Regions from separate parts of the Rattus norvegicus genome. Here region 2 is linked to region 1. Evidence: chromatin contacts called from public Hi-C data. All regions are on one chromosome and are shown on one strand. The core of a region is the stretch at or near the end of the contact, and the rest is flanking DNA. Distances in the headings are between cores, read along the strand shown. Region 1 overlaps Ephb2 (Eph receptor B2). Region 2 holds the start of Ephb2 (Eph receptor B2).

Region 1 (6,422 bases), core at 2,011-4,510:
TCAACATGGCGGCGTTCTGTGTAATTTTGTGCCTAGACGTTTTCCTGGAATAGAGTTTCTGGTTTGTGACATCAGGTTTAGGATCGGTGACCACCCATTTGCAACTCACCGGCCCCTTGCCGGCTGTAGGAAGCCTGGAGACACAGGGCAGCAGACACTGTCCCTGTCCTTGGAAGTGTGGGCTAGGCTGCAGGCGTCTATCTCAATGAGGACACTGAGACAATGTGGCCCAGATACGGGACACCAGATGGAAGACACCATCATGTCTTCCTTTAGCCAGCTTCTCTATCTGATTTGGTAGAGGGAAAAGGGATTAGGTTCTGGGGTCTGCAAAACAGCGGCTCCCCTGACTGTCTTGGAAAGGAATTTGCCGAAAGAGTTCTGAGAACAGAGTTGGGTGGCTGCGCGGTCTTCGACAGTGCGAGCCAGGCCACCTCTTGGCGATGTGCCTTGGCTGTGCCTGGCAAGGCAGGTGTTGGAGGGACCATCCCTCTGGCCTCCCCGGGTATCAGACTCTGGCTGTAGACAGCACCAGGCTCTGCCTTTTTATTTTGCACTGTGAGAAGGCTGACCATGGTGCCAGGGTCTGGTGCTGTACCAAGCTCAGGGTGGGGCTGGGGTGGTCCTAGTGGCTGGGCTGAGCGGAAGAAGAAGCTGCAGTTAGCCTTAGGCAGATTGTCTACTCTTTCCTGCTTTTACCACCCAGATTAACTAGTACTCAGTCCCCGGGGACAAGTCAGGCGGAATGCCCAATCGGTTCCCTCAACACGACTGGGAAGCCACACTGAAGTTTCTGGAAGTCCCAGAGCATCCTGGGACATCCTTGAGGGCCCAGCTGCCCTTGGGTCTGGACAGGAACTTCTCCAGCTACACATGACTCATGACTGCCCTGAACACAGGCGGCGACTATTCTTGCTTTTTTTTTTTTTTTTTTTTTTGCAGAACTGAGTTTTGAACCTTCACACACCAGGCAAGCACTCTCTGCCACTGACTGACACCCCTGGTTTTATTGTGTCTTTCAAGACTCACTCCCTAGGCCATATGGGCCTTAACCTTATAATCCCCCTGCCACAACCTTCCGAACAACTGGGATTACAGCTCTAGACCACCAGGCCTGGCTATTGGTGTTGACGTTTTAAAAGTGAGGAAACCAAGGAATGGAAGTGTCCTGTAAAATGTCACGTATAGCCAAGGGCTTGGGAGCAGATTATAGCCCTCGAAGGCGGAGAATTATGCTCAAGGCTAGCTAGCGAACCTGTGGACTAGGGTCTTTGATCTACTCTGGATCCCCCAAATCTCCTTCCACACCCCTGGCAATTGACTCTCTAAGAACCCCACCTTCTTGCCCTGCCCAGCTGGAGCCTCTTGAGGGCAGCAGCCCCTGATTCACCTGGCACAGAATCAGTACTCTGTATCAGCTCCATAAGTGACCGTCCCCAAGTCTGAAGACTAGTGTGGCCTGGAGTGCGGTTCCCTGGTCTTCTGCAATGGCCCCAAGGGACACAGCTCACAGTGTTTGAGAAAGCTACGCACGGGATTCCCACAGCATGCATAGGTGACGGGGAGGGGTGGGGGATGCTTGGCAGCTCGGTTTTTCTAGTTCCTGGACTCTGTGTCAGGCCCCTGGTCCCCTCAAGCCTGCTTCCCTTCAAGATATCCCAGCTCCCCACCAAGAGGCCAGAGCTCCTACCCACCCAGCAGGCAGCCCCATTCCTCCAATTTCCTCTCAATTAATCAAGCTCTGAACTTTTTAATTATCTGCCTGCAGGGTGACTCCCGCACTGAAGCAATTAAGGACATTTCTGAGGGCCGCGTGGTTGTGGTTGCTGCAGGCTCTGGCGCAGAGGCTGACCAGCCCTCACGGAGGAGGGCGCCACAGGCAGGAGGGCTGAGCGACATTCACAACCCCTGGGCCGCAAGGTTACGGGAGGGGACCGAGCTGGAGCTATGCCAGGGATCCGGGGCCACACAAGCCACCGTGATCACCCTTGTGGTCCTTCTGTGCCTTCCCTCTGTCGAGGGGGCTGATATGGATCCTAGCAGCCACCAGGTGATGGTTCAGGGCTGGGGCTTAGGATACCAGGCGTCTTCACCTTGACCCCGAGAGTGGGAAAGATGTCTATTTCACAGACGAGAAAACAGAGGCTGAACATCTGGCCAGTTTGTGCTGCCGCTGGACCGGAAGGCGGCTCTAATCCTGCAGCCACTTTCTTCCATGTTCTTTCTATCCTGGGCTGGTGGTGTGGGAAATTGCCCCGGAGTGTCAAGAAAGTGTATGGCCCAGAAGAGGTGTCCTCCAGGATAGAGGTCTGCTTACACAGGAGGCGCTGCTGGTGGGAGAGGGCTTGGTAGGCAGACGGCTCAGCTCTGCAGAGGCATGGGGGTGGGAAAGAGTATGGTGCGCGTAGGGAACTCAGAATACTGCAGGGTTGCTGAAGCATGAAGATCAAGGCCCCTGGGAGGCAGGTGATGCTGGAGAGGTAGGAGGGGTTCTGGGGAAATCAAATTCACAGAGCTTTTTAAGACATGCTCTCTAAGTGCCTGTAGAGTTTTATGACTGTAGACTCTACCACCCAGGCAGGGCTAGTAACTCACCTAAGGTCACATGGTAAGTTACCGTGGAGAGAGAGAGAGACAGAAGAGGCACAGAACTGTGCAGTGGCCTTCTCGAGATGTGTCTGGCGTTTGCCTGCGCCCTCCTTCCGTTCTACTCTTAGGAGCTGCCGGAAGCTCTCCCCAGTGTTGCCGGGGTTGAGGGGGATAAGGGTGGGGTTGTGGGTGAGGGTCGAGATGGGGCTATGGGTGGTTATAAGGGCAAGGCTGTGGGTGGTTGTAGGGGTGGGGCTGAAGGTGAGAGTAGGGGTGAGGCTGTGGGGGGTAGGGGTGAGGCTGTGTGGATGGCTGTAGGGGTGAGGCTGTGTGGATGGCTGTAGGGGTGGGGCTGTGTGGAGTAGGGGTGAGGCTGTGTGGATGGCTGTAGGGGTGGGGCTGTGTGGAGGAGTAGGGGTGTGTGTGGAAAGGCAGGTATCCCAAAGAACAGGAAGCAACTCAGGAGGCTCTGTTCAGGAACTTCTAAAACTCCCGCCTTAGCTGGAGTAAAAATCGATAACCTTCTCTTCCTCCCTTCCTCAATGGACTCAAGTCCCACAGCATTCCTCTAACCTCAGGGCCTTTGTACATGCTGATCCGCCTGCCTGGGTCAAGCCCTTCCTCTCCTGTCAGCGAGTGAATGCCCCACGACACCCTTCTGAGGAAAGGGAAGGGTTGGAGACTATCTGGGTGGTGAGCCTCTCCCGACCAGTGCTGCCTAACACTGGGACTCACTGTCTGTCTGCTGGAATGTTGAGTGTTAAATAATAATTACCACATGCCTGAGGGGAAGCCGGATATGTCCAGAAAGCTTGGCACATCTGGTAGGGGCAGCCCCAAGCCCCAGGCACATGTGGCTGCTCTACTGACAGGTGTTAGAGCGGGCCACGGAGATGGGACCCGGTGTCCCAGACACGGCGTCAGAGTGGGTGGTGGAGCTGTCGGTACTGCCTTGTATGGCTCACTGAACCTCTGTGGCCACGCTGAAACCCAGACCCTGGGCCACCAGATTCCAAAGTCCCTGCATCACTCTGTTGGAGCTGTCACCCCTGCTGGGGCTGGAGGTCCTAAGGACGCTCCCTCCCCTCTCCAGCTGGATGGCTCTCCCTGGGTCACCTCCTGCAGTAGTCCCTCTGTGACTGGATCCAGAAATCTGGTCCTGGCCCCACCTGAGGGAGCCCTGCACTGGGGCTGGCCTCCCTCCTACCCCTGCCCCAAGCAAACCAGGCTCATTAATAAAGGACACAATTAGCTGTCAGCAGAGAGCATGTCTGGAATTTTTTACCTGCTTGGTGAACTGAGTTAGGCCAACAAACCCGGGACACCCGGGGAGTCAGCTGCTATCACACCTTTCAGGCCCTGTCACTGGGCCAGGGTGGGAGTGTCGGCTCACAGGCCCTGGCCTGTGTGGGGTGGCTATTATTTTATTTTATTTTATTTTTTCAGGCCAGTGGTGACATTGACAGAGGGAGAGAGATTCCTGGCGGGTGGCTTTTTCAGCCCGTCACGCAGCGTTCTGTCTCCTGTCCCACATCAATTTTCAGAGTCAGATGGACCTCGAGAAGAAGCTTCTCTCCTTAGTCTCATTTGACAGTGAGGGAGACCAAGGCCTGGGAAGGGAACAGCACTTTGTTCATGGTGGAGAATAAACAGCCCTCTTACTGCATTCTCGAGCATGCATGCCTTACTGCTGTGAGTCCGCTAGAGTGTTCTAAAATTCCTAAGACCATGTAGTTTGGGGTAGGCGCTAGGGCTGGAGTGAGGAGCTATGGGCCCTGCCTTCATGGAAGGGAAAGCTCTAGGGAGTGAGACAGAGGGAAGAGGCAAGGGACCATAGAAACAATGTGTCTGCTGTGGTGGGTGACCAGAGACATGAGGGCTGGGAGGTGGTGCCAGGGGTATGGGACCACTGCGGCATTTAAAAGGCAACACCTTGGCTGAGGGGGGCCATGGTATAGTGAGAGTCCCTGCTGAGCGTTCTTGAGGCCTCGTGTTCCACCCCTGGCACCGAAAGGAAAAAGACAAGAAGACATAAATAGGACTTAGGGATAAGGCTCGGTTAGTAGGGCACCCGCCTGGCACTCATGAAGACCTCAGGTTGATGCCAAGCCCGGAACAAGTTGGGAGTAGCAGGTACCTTGCCCGTGACCCCAGAACTTGGAAGGTGGAGGAAGGAGGACCAGTTTAAGGCAAATTTTTGGTTACATAGCAGGCTCAAGGCTAACCTAGGCTATGTGAAACTCTGACTCAAAATAAATAATTAAGAGTTAACACCTCCGTCAGGTACGGAGGCTCACGTCTGTGATCCCAGAATTTGTGCGACTGATCACTAGTTCAAGGCCACTCTGGGCTATGTACAGCCGTTGTCTCAAAGATAAGTACATAAAAATAAATAAATGGCGGCGTTGGGGATTTAGCTCAGTGGTAGAGCGCTTGCCTAGGAAGCGCAAGGCCCTGGGTTCGGTCCCCAGCTCCGAAAAAAAAATAAATAAAAAACAAACAAACAAACAAATAAATAAATGGCAACGGGGGGGATGGAGATATGACCAACCTTGGTGTTGTAGGTACTTATCTGAGTCAGGGATGTAAGTTGGACGGCACTGGGTGCTAAGTACCTATTTGTTCTTAGTCTATGAGTCCAGACAGAGAAAATAACAAGGTCCTCGAAGAGACTGCCTACCAGGAACTTTTGTCCCAGTGACTTGGGACTTGTCAATCTGTGAATCACTCTACAGATGAGAAACCGAGGCTCATTGTCATACAATGCCATTCGCAGGGCACACAAATGCTGCACACAGTGGCGTCAGCCTCTCATGCCTGCCTGTTTCTCTCTCTCTGTCTCTTTTGGGTGCTTTCTGAAACCTCTGCCTCCAGAAAGGTTTATTTGCTTGGATCCTGGGCACTATGAATTGGATGCTAATAAAAGCTTGACTGGAGAGGACTGAGCTTTGAGCACCTCAGGGGACAAGGATGAGACGACAGGGAGAGAGAGAACAGACTCACATTCACATGGAGGCTCCCTCCTAGGGGCACAGAAACTACTCCTGTTGGCTCCTGGGAGCATGAGAAGCTCCATCAAACCTGTGCTATAAATCATGGCTTGGCAGCCGTCCCCGAGAAAAGATCTGGGGGTTTGAGTTGACCACAAGCCAAAGGCTGCTGAAAACGCCAGAGAGGTAGTAGGCCTTACAAGCAGAAGGGATTGCCAGCCCGGCATCCTCCTGCTGTGGAAACGGGTTCCCTTGGAGCTCCCGGTAAGGAAATCCACTGAGTGACAGTGGGCTGAACGTGGCAGGCTTGTGCTCTGTCCGTAGCCATCTCTTGGTAGCATTTGACCTTGTCAGAAGCTAGACACCCTACAGAGACCTTTAGGCCTTCCAGCCTAGAGCACTGTCCTATCTCAGTCCATGGGGAGTAGGAGTTATTCTTCTAATCCCCCCGGGCCCTGACCTCCGGGCTAACAGAAACTTGGGTCCACTACCAGAACAGGTTTTGCCCAGTGATCACTTTGCGGCTGTCCTTGTCCCAGCTCTGCGGAAGGGACCAGCCATAGAGCTGAAGAAGTCACAGTACCTAACCCTGAGGCTCACTGTCTGGCAGGGGACAGTGTGTATGACCAGCTAGGGGCGTCATGGAAGGCTCTCCAGAGGCGGGGTGGTTTGGACAGGGTGTTAACGAATGGAGAGGAGCTGGCCAAGGCCAGAAGAGAGAGGGTAGTATGTGAAAGGGAAGATGTGTAAAAGGCCTGAGGGGTAAGGCAGGGCAGGGCAGAGCTGTCAGAGAATGGCATGTGATCGGGACTCAAGTGGATGCAATCCCCATGCCACAAAGGG
Region 2 (6,422 bases), core at 1,494-3,993, 130 kb after region 1:
CAAGCCAGAAGAGAAAGGAAGGCAGGCAGTAGTGGCCTCATAGCTCTGGATGCTAGAGGCAAGGGCTGTCCTCCCTGGTCTCTGGTATCCATACTGTCCCACAGATGGGGCTGCACCTAGGAGAATCCAAACGTGCCCCAGATAGGCCATAGGCAGTAACACCTATCCCGCCTTCTCGGCATAAAGCCCGTACTCAATTCTTGTAGCTGGATTCGTTCTCCATCCACTACCCAGTGTGATCGTTACAGTCACGCAGTGTGAGACAGCTAGTGTGGTCACCTTAAGTGACAGAGGGAGAGACGGAGGCTTGGAGAACGATTTGGGGATGGTATGTATAATGACAGAACCGCCAGAGAATAGCCAGAGGAGGCCCTACCTAGGGAAACTGAGGCTCTTACAGAGAAGGCAGCTGGCCCGGGGTCCCAAGAGAACTAGAAGCAGCCCCCTGAGATCAACCTCATACCATCTCTCAGTCCCATATGAGCGGATCATGATGAATTAAATTCTCTAGTGTCCTCCTATTCCTGCCCCCAAACGGGCAGCCATCCCATCTTGTGACATCAACTGCCAACCAGGCCTATGTCCAGGGCCAGGGCCCAGCCAGGCCACGGCCCCCCAGATTCTAACCACCCACTTGCCAGAGCTGGACAGACGTGGCCCTTCCATCTACCCCACGGTAATTAAAAACACACTTGGGCCTTCTCAAACGCGCAAGAGAGGCCAATTTTCTTCCCCTCCAGCCCCACTGACTGCAACCTAAAGAGCAATATTTATGCCAAGCTCCCCAAAATACTGTAAACATCCCAACGTATAGCGGGCCAGCACATGAGTCATTTCCCCAAAGCCGGAGTAATGAGTGGTACACCAACCAAATCCCAGGGTGCTCCCCGCCAGCAGCCGGGCTCCAGGGCTGCCCTCCACACCCAGGGCCCGTGGCACCCTCAGTGCCCTGGCCACCCCACTCTGGGAAACCGCAGGCAGCCGCCAAATCCTGCAGGAGCCGGAGGACAGCTGCCTTGGTGCCAAACACTATGGCTGCCATCCAAGGACCCCCCCTTCTCCCTGCACTGCGGTCACTAAAATGCTCATTACTGAGAGGGAAACTAAGTTATAGCACGGGGTCCCCCGCCATGCCTGGAGTGGCTGTGCCTGGACCCCTCACAGCTTCTTCCCAAAGTGACCCGAGAAGAGGGCAGTCTGTGTCTCACCCCTCAAGCCCTCGGTGGCACACTCCTAGAAGAGGGTCACTCTCTTTAGGGGTAAGAAAGCCCAGCCAGTTGTCTGAAAGACCTCAGACCCAGGGCCTATTTTTATCGCCCAATGGCTATGGCTGAGACAGGATTTTTCTGAACCCGCGGTTTCCCTATTTGTTTAAAAAAAAAAAAAAAACAGTAAAAATTCGACCCATCTGGCTTCCCGGAAGACTTCTCTTGAAGGATTCAACACGGATTGTCGGCCGGCAAGCACTTTGCAAAGAAGGCTTCAAGTACCTTGTCAACCGTGCAGCACGCTGTAAACCACTGAGAGCAAAGTACTTCATAAACTGAAGCGATTGGCAAACTGTAAAGCGCAGTACACGTGAGAACCATTATTAGGATTCACGCCTGGTCCTACCAGCCCAGCCATTCCTGGTGGACACACCCAGACCCCCGCTAACAACTTTCCCTCCAAAGCCAGCGAGCTGCGACCACCTGGCAGCCACTCCCGCCCCCGGGGGGTCGGGTGGTACCACAGAGCGGGGCCTCGGGGAGAGGCCCTGAGACCCAGGCCAAGGCCAACAACACATGGCAAAGCATCTGGTCGGGGCTCTGACGGCAGCTGGAGAGTTCTAGGGGCTCTAGACTCCACGCTGAGCTCTGTCGCCCTCGGGGCGGTGGCCCGCAGAGGTACCCAGAGAACCCGGCGCGCAAGAAAGATGCCCATCGCCCCATCCCCCGCTCAGTCCTGCTGGGGAGGGGACCCCATTGTACGCCGCGAGCGACCGGGCGGGCATGGACGCGGCGGTGGGGGACACGCGCGCTTCGCTCCACTCCGCGGGTGCCCCTGCTCTTCGGGTGGCCCAGACTGCATCCAAGGGGGCGCGGCCAGGGATCCCCAATCCTTGGCGCGGCCGCGGTGCCTCCCTCGGAACGCTCCCTGCCAAACTTTGCAGCGCCCACTGCGCGCCGGGCCCGCGCCCCTGAGCTCGGTGCCGAGGCAGCGCCGGGCTCTGCGGGGATGCGGGGACCTCGGTGGCGGGCGCGCAGTGGTAAGAGTCCCCAGCCCTGGGCGGCGCTCGCCGGGCTGGCTACAAAGCCTCGGCAAGATGGTCCCTTCGCCTCCTCCTGGCACAGTCAATCAGCGCCCGCCGCTCCCCGGGCGCCCGCGGGGCCCCGCGTCCTCCCCAGCAGTGGCCGCCGGCCACACCTCCCCGCGGCCACCTGCGCCCCGCACCGGTCCCCGGGCAAACTTTGCGACCGCGGGGCCGAGTGAGGGGGCGACCCGGGGCCGCGGCGGCCGCTCCCCGCCCCCATCCCCGCTCACCTTCCACGGCGGCTAGCAGCGGCAGCAGCAGCAGCGCGGCCCCCAGCCTGCGCACGGCCATTGCTACGCTGCCCGGAGCCTCGGGCCGCGGCGCCGCGGGGACCCCCGGGCTGGAGCGCGCGCCCCGGGCTCGGGGGGCCGGCGGGGAGCGGCGGGGCGCGGCGCACACACACACGAGCCGCCGCCGCCGCGCAGCCAGCAGAATGAGCCATCCAGCCCGGGCAGAACGGGGACCCGGGCTCCGCCAGCGCTGGGCACGGCCCACCTGAACCGCGGGCGTGGGGGGAGCCGGGGTTGGACTGCCAATCCTGTGCCCTTGCCCGGTGCATCCACGGGTCGTACCACGCCCGAGGCATGGTCTCCTAATTCTCTTGTGTCCCTTCAGAGGGAGCATCATCCGCGTAGGAACATTGTGATCCCCCGCACCCGGGTGTCCGGGACCCCGGATTCCCCCCCGCGCAGCAGTGGTCTCTCCCGGCGCTGTGGCTCCTCCAGATAAAGCAGCGATTTCAACCCAAATGTTTCTCAATTTTTATTGAATGCTGCAAAGCCGAGATCGTCTGGCGCGGCTGACAGGAGCAGAGAGAGGGGACCCGGGGCGGGGGGGCGGAGAGCGTAGAAGGGGCTGCCCAAAGCCGGGGGACTGGCCCTACCTGTCAGGACTGGGAGTGCCACCCCCTTGCTTGAGCCCTGCCACCCGCGTCCCTGCGGCTTCGAAAGGGACTGAACTGCAATGAATGAGGGGGGAAAGGGGGGAGCTGGGAACAAAACAGGCGGCTTTCCCAGGCTCTAGGGTTGGGCTGGGGCCTCTGCCTGGGAGAGTGGGCCTTGGCGCTCGCCCGCGGGCCCGGGGTTCTCTCTGGCAGGGGTGGCGGGCCCTGGCAGGCAGACCCCAGGCCTTCCCTCCTCGCCTTGTTGTCTTGCGCGAGCCCACCGGCCCCTCCCCGCGGACCTTTCCAGCCGCACATTGTATTTCTCCTCTGTTGATCTGGTTCCCCGTGCAGTTTGCGCGCAAGGGTGTGGAGGAGGCCCGAGGGTGGGGGGTGCCTAGCGACAGCCCCTACTCCACCCCTCGGTGGAATGGACCTGTCTGGGCTGCTCGGTTTTGTGCATAGCTGTCCCTTCGGGGAGGACACAACCCCTTGTTCCATTTCTGCGGGCCCAGCCTGCTCTGACAGCCTTCATCACCATCATCATTAGCGGGCTTGCTGAGACCGGTGGTGGGAGGACTGTAGAGATCCTATGAGAACCACCCAGGCAGGGCCCCTAGCCTTTGGGACCTGTGCTCCTGAAAACACACTTAGCCAACAGCACTGGCCGTGATCTTTGCAGTGGGTGGAAGAATGCTTTCGCGGGGGACAAACTGTTAAAGTCCAGTGCAGACCTCTCCAGTCCCTTTGTCCCACAAACTAGCCAAAATGTCCCAGAGATGTCTTCCCTTCGAGGCGCATCAGGCAGACAGCCCTGAGACACCAACTGAGGTTTGGAAATTTGGGGCACCTTTTGAGGCATTGAGAGTCCACTGGAAATGAGCCTCAACATAGGAGGCCACCTGAAAGCCGTATGTGTTGGGGGCCCAAAAGAGGCAAAAGAGAAGTGAGCTGTGGGTGGGGGGGGGTAGGAGGGAACAGGGAAGATAACCCCCCACCCCTGCCAACACCTTCCACTCCGAGTTGCCTGCAGACTCCTGTCCGGGGTAGAAATTAATTGGGCACCTCGGCTTTTATTCTCTGTTCTGCTCATCAGACGATCCAAGGGACTCTCTTCCTCTCCATCCCCGGTGTTTCCAAGTGGCTACTCCCCACTTCCAGAAACATTTACGGGCCGTCTATTCCATCCTGGATGGTCTCAGCTCTGCTTTCTTTCTACCTATCCCCCGGGGCCTCTTGTCACCATCAACCCACCCTTAGCAATCGACTCCTTCTGGATTCAAAAATCCTTTTTGATTCAAAACACAAATGCTAGACGCCAGTGGTCTTTGAGAGCCCTGGTGCCAGGGATGAGGCTCAGGGCTCTTCCGTTGTCACCACCCTGGTGGCAGGTGCTGACCATCCCAAGTGATATGAGACTGAGGACCAGTTAGGTCGTCTGCTCAAGGCCATATAGCTAGGAGCTAGGAGTCGAGCTGTGTCTGGCACCCACACTCGTCCCTCAGGCCCTCCATAGGTCGATAGAACGTGTCCATTCAATTAGCCAACTTCCCACGGTCAGTGAAAACCTCATTGTTGATAAACAGCAGTCTGGACTTTTACCTGGCCAAACACGAAATTCACAAGAGCAGGAAATAAAGCTCCTATCTTTCCCATCCCGTTCTGCCTCCGTGTTATATTATTCCCCACTTGGGATCCTATAGAATGGCTGAGTCTTGTCAGCCATCCAAGGCCTTCCTCTCTGCTCTCTTGGCGACTGCCTGCAGCTCTGCCTTTGTCCCAGCCAAACCCTACCCAGCTTTCTCGACTCTATGACCAAGGTTCTACCTCATCAACCCCCTACGAAGAGCCTCCACTAACTTCAGCCTCTCCTTGACTGGACACCCATTTGCTTAGGACTTTCCTGAAAGATGATCACAGCTTCCCTGGCTGAGGCCTGGGGATAGTTTGATTGTTCTCAATTTGCATATTGCCTCTCAAACCCCAGTAGATTAGGAGCTCCCTAATGGGGAGTGCTGGGAGCCTGCCTCCGCAGGTGTACAGGCTGGAGAGCTTTGGATCCAGATCCAGTCATTCAGTCCCTCACTGCACAGAAAGAGACGTCTGGAAGCTTCATTTGTCTAATGGCAACAGCTCCTTGCATTTGCAATCACGCTTTAACAGTTTACAAAGCAGCGTTCACACCCATCCAGTCGGCTCATGATAATTCAACCAGCCGAGCCTCCCGCCCCCAAGCACCAGCCTTTTGGAGGGGAAACCCCGGATCCGGAGAGGGAAAGGTACTTGCCCAAGTACTCACAACACACTTTGCTGTGTGTTGCTGCAGCCAGAGAGAGAATTTGATGACCTGACTTGTCCGAGTCTCTTTCTATCTCATTTGATTGACAAACACGAGTTGGGCATTGCCTGCATGCCAGGCCCGGGGGAGGCAGGAATGCAGCTGAGGACCTGTTAGACAGGACCCTGCAGGGAGTCCCAAATGGGGACAAAATAATAGACAATGATGCAGGCCAGGAAGACAATAAGGATGGGTAACAGCACGCTGACTGACCCTGGGGGTGGGGCGTGGGGTCGGGAAGCCTGTCTGAGGAGAGAATATGACAGCTGAAAGCCAGGCCCAGCAAATGTGGAGATGGGACCTGCTGGGTGTTTCCTAGTTGTTGATACTGGATACCTGGTCTCTCACTGTCTCACCTGCCCAGTTACTGCACCGATGGGAGCCCTTGGCCATGTCTGTGGATCAGAACACACCTCCAAACCACTGTCAAGCCGGAGGATCCGTGCAGATACCTGGCTGTACTTCCGTCCCTGCCATGTCTTTGCTGGGTGACCTCAGACGAGATCTTCGGTTCTCTGAGCCTGAGCTGAAGTGTATCTAATTCTACTCTGACAGAGCTCGTAGGTCAGCATTGCCCAGAAGAAATCCAATACCAGCTCATAGGTAATTTTAAAACTCTGGTCACCACATTAAAAGGAAAAAATCAAATGAAGGACTAGCGGACATGGCGCTTAGACGTACGCCTTGTGCACTTAGCATGCTTGTGGCCTTGAATTCTCCTTCTTCTTCTTTTTTAAAATAAGGAGTTGTTGGCTTTTTTTTTATTTTAATTTAATTTCATGTGCATCGGGGTTTTACCTTTATGTGCGTCTGTGCGAGGATGTCAGATTCCATGAAATTAGAGTTATAGACATGTGTGAGCTGCCATGTGGGTGCTGGGAATTGAACCTCAATGCTCTTAACTGCTGCAG

The links. Hi-C and Micro-C count contacts between places; a contact is called where the count stands out from the background.
Region 2: a Hi-C map of kidney shows a contact between it and region 1, with 2.6 times the contacts expected there. The contact joins the promoter of Ephb2 here to the enhancer-like site in region 1. A contact is called at or near these places in 2 of 12 Hi-C or Micro-C datasets (kidney and liver).

The regions. Positions count from the first base shown.
Region 1 is chr5:154,226,676-154,233,097 of GRCr8, forward strand. The region is part of intron 3 of Ephb2 (Eph receptor B2); the gene reads right to left. Among named protein-coding and RNA genes, the nearest start is that of Lactbl1, 84 kb to the left of the region's middle. Within about 2 kb of position 3,261, at least 4 of the 93 cell types and tissues checked have an H3K27ac peak or open chromatin away from gene starts, as enhancers often do. A contact at or near this core is called in kidney, where this site is marked.
Region 2 is chr5:154,357,681-154,364,102 of GRCr8, forward strand. It overlaps Ephb2 (Eph receptor B2), which reads right to left and starts at 2,744. Exons shown (of 16, transcript NM_001127319.3): 1 at 2,524-2,744. The coding sequence starts at 2,584.